2 separate regions of the Lactuca sativa genome follow, and region 1 is linked to region 2. A link is a contact called in public Hi-C data. All regions are on one chromosome and are shown on one strand. The core of a region is the stretch at or near the end of the contact, and the rest is flanking DNA. Distances in the headings are between cores, read along the strand shown.

What was found. A called contact is a pair of places that touch in the nucleus more often than the background predicts.
Region 1: a contact with region 2 is called in a Hi-C map of leaf, with 9 times the contacts expected there. The contact joins the promoter of LOC111888018 here to the promoter of LOC111889260 in region 2. A contact is called at or near these places in 2 of 4 Hi-C or Micro-C datasets (both in leaf).

What each region holds. Positions count from the first base shown.
Region 1 is chr8:126,162,070-126,165,652 of Lsat_Salinas_v11, forward strand. LOC111888018 reads left to right here and starts at 1,984. Exons shown (of 10, transcript XM_023884135.2): 1 at 1,984-2,544; 2 at 2,608-3,583. The coding sequence starts at 2,157.
Region 2 is chr8:125,892,941-125,896,814 of Lsat_Salinas_v11, forward strand. LOC111889260 (40S ribosomal protein S27-2) reads right to left here and starts at 1,394. Exons shown (of 4, transcript XM_023885394.3): 1 at 1,236-1,394; 2 at 1,045-1,146; 3 at 936-964; 4 at 519-851. The coding sequence starts at 1,238. The coding sequence ends at 725.

The DNA of each region.
Region 1 (3,583 bases), core at 734-3,233, 270 kb after region 2:
CCTAATGAACAATCGAAAAGATGAGTACATCAAAATTAAAAAGCATGAATTATTTATTAAATCACATGTCATAATCCTAATGAACATAGACGATTACAACCTAAAAATAAACAAACTTAATAATCTCATAGTTTATTTATTTCCAAACAAATTTATAATCTAGAAGGCAGTCCAATAAAATCAAAAGTTTATATCAGCTAACAGCTAACGAGTAAATAAGTAAATATATTAATTGAATATATACATGTTTGGGGAAGGTATTAGGCCAATACTCTAAGTCTTTCTTATGTTCCCAAAGCTTTTTGCATATAGAAAGAGAAAAATGGTAGCTTCAAAACAGAAACAAGAAATATCAATTTCATATAAAAAACACACTCTAAAAGAAAGAAATAGAGATATGGCTAGAGTGAGTGAATATGCAAGAATTAGTTGATAGTAGGACATACATCGATCCACAAGGCCGACTGGCAAGACCTTAGTGACTTCGACTTCAACCGGTGATGGGAGGGACAATTTCCGTCAAACAATATTGTCGCCGTCGAACGAGTGACAACAAGAACCCTAGGCGGTGACTAGAGACAAAGTCCATATGTTAGGTTTTCTGAGTTTATAAAGGTTTGAGATTTGGTTTTAAAATTTTTCTAGATTATATAGAAATTTTGGTAGATTCCAAAATTTGTTAGGATTTTTATTTTTGGGCAAATGTCATAAAAACCCTCAAGTGTTTAGGGTTTTGTCGGTTTTGCCCAAAGTTGAATTATATGTCCGTTTTTACCCTAACATTTTCCAAAAAATGTTCGGTTTTACCCTTTTACCGGTGATAACAGGTTACCATTATATTAACTTCGCAAAAAAAACCCTTAAGTTTACAGTTTTATTTACGTTTTTACCCTTAAGTTTATAATTTACACTTTTACCCTATGTATTTTTTTTTTCATATTATACGTATTCAAGCAGAAAAATCATATGAATATGTATATTATGAAAAAAATATACTTAGGATAAAAGTGTAAAAAAATTTATAAACTTAAGGGTAAAAACGCAAAAAAAGATAAATTTAAGGGTTTTTTTTTGCGAATTTAATATAATGGTAACCTGGAAAACCTGTTATCACCGGTAAAAGGGTAAAACCGAACATTTTTTCGAAAATGTTTGGGTAAAAACGGACATAAATTTCAACTTTGGGCAAAACCGACAAAACCCTGAAAACTTGATAATTTTTATGACATTAACCCTTTATTTTTTTATAAGAATTCGATGTTACAGAAATTCCAATAATACCTCAACTATTGTTATGATTTGCTAAAACTTTGTTTTTATAGTTCGGATTGGTTTTCATTTTATGATTTGGCTTTGAAATTCTGAAAATTTAGTTTATATTCCTCTTATGATGTTAAATGTTATGCCAAAAACCTGGGAGGCCATGGCCTCCTGGCCCTTAAAGGATCCGCCAATGTGTGTGTGTTCATGAGTTTTTGAGTGTTTAACTAGAGATTTGATCGAAAAATTCATCTTTAGCCGAAAAACTCATTTTTAAACTGGAAAACCTACACCAACAAGTAATAATGAGGTAACGTGGACACCTCAAACAAATTCCGGATGTAAACGTGTAATGTAAAAAAAAAAGTGACACATAGAACTATCCTAAACGTAGTAAATAGTTTTACATTTACCATAATACAGTTTTAAGTATAAACAAATCTGATTCCTTTGTCCAAATCTAATTGATTTCAACCCTAAAATTGAAAAATACAAATCAAAGTAAATTTATTGAACACTGGGAAATGGATTGGAACAATTCTTCTTTGAATTATAATTATGAATCAAAATAATCAGATGATTAAAATGAGTATGTTAAAAACTTGATAATTGTTTTGTGTATATTTACGATGTTTTAATTAGTAAATATCGAAAATGGTTATAGAAGTAATTCGAAAACATTTGTAAATTATAATGCCTCTCGATAACCCTCGAATTCCCTCCTTTTACTTTCTTTAAAACAGAGCGAGTATTGGTAGCTATTCAATTGTTCAGGTGGGGAAAAGAAGAAAAGCTAAACTCAGATTAACTCACCGCCCATCGCTTCAACCTCGCCACCGGCGGCGGCGCACCGATTGATTTTTTTCGTTTACTTTCGAGATCGTAGCATTATTTCCATGTCACCGGCAGTCGAAGATTTTTTATCCCCATCATCGTCCTCCACACAGCGTTCGTATTTCCAGAACCCTAACCCTAGCGCTCAGGGACATTTTACTGATTCAGGTATATTCAATAATAGTTTCAATCTCATGAATTCTAGTAAACTTGACTTTGATTGTTCAAATGACGCGGCGGCAGCGGAAGCGACCACTGTTCGTTCTTCGAGGAGGAAACACGTAAAAGTGAAGAAACAATCAAGCTGTAACGGTCCAGTGAGTAAAAAATCTGATAATAGTACACGTGATACTACTGGTTTCGTGTTCAATGCGACTACTAGTGGTTCAGTGTTAAGCTCGAGTTTAGGGAAAACGGGATGTGATGGGAATGATGAACGACAGCGTGACGGTGAGGTTTTGGATTTTAATCTAATGCGGTTTACCATGGGAGTTACTAATAATAATCAATTAGGAAACAAGATGGGTGCAGAAAAGGTACAGAAGAGTGGAAATAATTTTCAGTCTGGTGATTTAAATTTTGTTTTTGGAGCTGATGATGAAATGGGGGACAATAGAAAAGCTAGTGAAAGAGGCTCTAATAAGTTTGGAAAACTTAATGGTGTGGATATTTTGTTTGGTGCGAATATGAATAATGGTGTACTGAACTCGAATTCAAGCAATATTGGGCATGAACATGGGCGTGAAGGTGTAGGATTGCATCTAGATGATAGTGAATCTAGTGGAACAGTTAGAAGCTCAGGTATTGATGGGTTTATGAAGGTCAATAACTTCAAAACTATGCCTGATTTCCATCTGGTCAATTCAATGTCATTCTTAAATTTGGGATCAAAAGGATCAGGTGAAGCTGCACCCTCGATGAATAGCAACCTAAAGACAGAGGAGAACAATACATCAGATAGCAAAAAATTTGAAAATCTGGGATTTGTGTTTTCTGCCAATCATAGAGATTTTCAGACAGATTCGAGTATTGGAAAACAAAAATCCAAAGAGAAGGTTGACAAGTTAGCACCTGAAAGTGCTAATAGGAATGTAGATAGTGGAGTAATATTTGGAAACAACAAAGTCAATGGAATCTTTCATATTGGAACTCATAATGAAAAAAAATCCAGCTTCAAGGGAAACATGAAAGTTGATGATGAAACGAACATTATGAAGAGTCAAGGAGCAGGAAGCTCTGATCACTTAAAGAAGCAAGGGGATAATGTAGATTCTGTTCTTGATGGTAATTCCACTTTTGTTTTTGGAAGTAATTTAGGCAATGCTTTCGGTGACAACCCTCAATGTAAAGTCCCCCATGACACAAAGACTTCAAATATCCATGACCCCACAAAAGTCAGTACTACTAAGAATAAGATCAATGAAGCTGGAACAACCAACAACTTCAGCTTTTCAAGCAATGCTTCATTTACAGGCTTCAATACACCAGA
Region 2 (3,874 bases), core at 144-2,643:
ATTATTTTGCTCATCGGTAAGACACGTACATTACACTAAACATGTCTCGAGTTCTAGTCTTCTCACATTTCTTTTCATTTCTTACAATAAGAAAATGGCATGTGCATACAAGTTGTGTTTTCTTCTCATAATTCTTTCATTTCCTTTTGTAAGACGTTGGCACTCAGACTAACCCAAACCCAGGGGCCGTTCGTGTAATTTACAATAATTCTTTTGATTTTACAATTATCTTTTCCAGTCACAATGGCACAAAAAATACATGTTTTTCACCTTGGAAATGATGTATATTGTATCATTGAAAATACAGTACTGACCACAATGATTGGCTTATTGCATAAAGCCATACATAAAACATGACTTATTTTATTAAGATCAACACTTGAATCATACATATGAAGTCGTGAACCACGATTTCTATCTCTAAATTTAACTCATGAAACAAGATAGACAATAACATAGTCAAAGAAATATTGAAATGCCTCACAATTAACAAAACAAAAGCTTGTCTGAGGAAGGAATCAAGAAACAAAACGAGGATATCTTATAGAAACAAACGATAATATAAAAAATTCCAAAACTTCATCACCAATTACAGAAATAAGTTATCAATCAAGCTATAGCAAGTTTTGTGATCTCACAAATCTAACATAAAAACCTATCATAAAGATTTTCGTAACCCAAATAGTTTCTGATTATCCATAATAAAGCAAAACCGTTTCCATGATCAATCACCCTTCCGCCGGAAAGAGCATCCTTCAGTTAGTCTGGCACGACCACCGGTCGGCTGGCACAACACCGTCTGACAGTTTCCACATACCACCACGGTTTGGGAGTGGCTAAATACAGTTGTGCTGTGCACACCAACATCAAAAGAGATCAAAAAGGGGTAAACACGAATTGAAAGAAAATACAACAAAAATAAGATTAAAACTCACATGTTGAAACAACCCTGGCACTTCACGTCCTGTAATTGCAAAATTATAAGTTGTTAGATACAAATTAGGGTTTTGTATAGAAAAAAAAAAGTAAAAGAAGCCTAGATACCATGAAGAAAGAGTTTGGTGACTGGACCAGACGTTTCAACTTATGCATCTTCTTCTCCAACTCAGCTGGAGGGTTAAGCAGATCGAAATCGTTTGACAGACCCTATAATGTTCGATAAATCCATTATCACACATACACACATATTGCATTTAGCATCAGATTATGATAGAATTGTGAAACGAGAAACTCACCATGTTGGTTCGAACGTATCAACAGTTAACGGATATTGGAGATCGAAGATTGCAACTCCGAATTACAGCAGTTTCTTTCCTAAACCCTAAACGATGCTGCACACTCTACATATAATATGACGTTAGATCAATTGTGTTTGATTTCAGACCGTTGATCTAGGGTAAGGCCCGTTCGCAAAACTGGGCTGGGAAGCGGAAACAATCTATAGCCCATAACCAAAACCAGAAAACCAATAATGGTATTGGGTATCCATTTTTAAGTTTTGTATAGTTTCCTTACATTCAAATATATAATCCATTTGAAAACTTCCGTTTGATATATTTAAATTTTTTATATAAATAAAAAAAAAGTCATAAAAAACAATTGTCGATTGTAAGTAATTATGAATTAATTTGTTAAGCAAAATAAACATAATAATGTTATTATGATATGATTTTGTATTTTCAAATTTTGAATTGAATTTGATTTGTTATCAAAAAATAAAATAATAAAAATCATATAAAAATGTCACATGTCAAAAAGACATTCTAAAAAACTGACACATGTCATTTTTAGGTTTCATTTATTAGAAGAGATAGATTCGATATCATAAAAGGTTGGGTATACGGTTAGAAGTATTTTATTTGGTCCTTGTTTCTCTAATATTATTTTTGAGTCAGATTTATGATTGTATATGATTCAGACGGGCATTGACTCAATCAAAAGCCAATCAGTAACAACCTTTATTAATTGATATGAAATTCAACAAAGTTTTTATTTATTTATTTATTATTATTATTATTATACACCACAAAATTCAACAAACCCCTTTTAAAAATATATGAATTTCAACAAGTCGATATATTATAAAGTTATTAGATTATACTTGTATAAATTCCAACATTTGTATCTTTTTCTTCATAAAATCTTTTGTGACATTGATCCTAATACCAATTTTCATCAAATTCAAATTAGTATTTATTGAAGTTTATAATCAACGAAATCAAAAACTAAAATCATTGTATTAGTGCTCGTAAACAAAGTAAAAGGCAAACAAAATATAATTTAAACAAATTAAGAGGCTGTTTGGCAAAATCTGAATTTATAAGATGTTTGAATTTCTAAGAGGGTCTGAATTTTTAAGATATGAATTTTAAATTACTGTTTGGTTGGAACCTCTGAATTATAGTGTTGAATTATAGAAATGACCGTTTTGCCCTTTTGTATTATTTTTGCTAAATTCAATGTTTTTGTTTATAAAATAACCAAATCAACTTCTTGAATAATTATGTAGAAAAATAAATAAAAAATCCAAATTAAATAAATCAAAATTAAACATCAATCCAAATCAAACTTAAATGTATGAGTAATTAATTATTAATTTATGTACAAATCTATAATTCTATCTAGCCATGCATCTAATTACATACAAACATAAAATCTTCACAAGTGGAATTCCAGTCCATTCCAACGCCAATTCATTCTCGTTAACCCCTTCAATTATAACATTGGGAAAGTATGTTCTCATCCTTTCTCCCATTTCTGTAACCAGTGAAACCACACCTTAAAAACATATGTGATAAAATCCGTCAAACTGGAAACATGATTTTAAACCATCATCTTACCCATTAATCACTAATCATAACCCAAATTTTTTCAAAAAAAAAGACCCAAATGAACAAACAACCCATAACAAGTGAATTCAACAAATGAACTCAATTTCAACAAATTAATTCAATTTCAACTATACATCCACAAATATTTCAATTTCATAATTACATTTCAGCAAATGAATTCAACAATAATTCATCACATAACAAAATACAGCACAATAAAGAACTACAAACACATTCTCAGCAAATGAACACATAATCCAGCAAGATCAAGAATCATATTTCAGCACAAATCAACAAGATTCAACAATAGATTTCAGCTATACATACACATATATCAACAAAAAAGAACAAATTAGAACAAAGAGCACATTTTCAACAATATTGTTCAACAAATAAACACAGAGATGAACGAGTGCTCCAGTTACAGATGTCAGACATCGATTCAACAAATAAACACAGAGATGAAGGAAGGAAGAAATTCACAAAATTTGCGCTACAAGTTGCAAATCACAGTTACATAGAGGTTGCAATATCTATAACACAGAGAAATCGAGCAAATTACCTTTGATTCAAACAAACATACTTAAGATTCTGCATATAACTCGATCTGTGAATTCTCACCAATTTTAGAGAGAGAAGGATGGGGTGGGTGCCGATTGGATTCTGGGAACAGAAAAGAACTAAACACAAAAAAGGGGATGCATCAATTTCGTACCTGAATAATAGAGGGGATCGGAGGACGACGGGGGAGGCGATGCAGTATGGGATCGACGATGCGAGGAGGTGTTGGAGGGTAGCGATGACCAAAAAAGGGGTTGTGACTGGTGTCGGAAGTAGAGGCGATTGTGGGAGGCGAGGAAGAGATGAACTAGTGTGGGAGGGCACGAGGATAAGCACATCCTTTTTTTTTCAGATGCCCTTTTAAATCTAACCGAATCAGATGCATTTTTAATTTTCATATCGTTTTTTAAGAGCTAAACAAACAATCTGAATCCTTAAGGTTCAGACATAGCCACTTTTAAGAGGCATTAAGTGGTAAACAA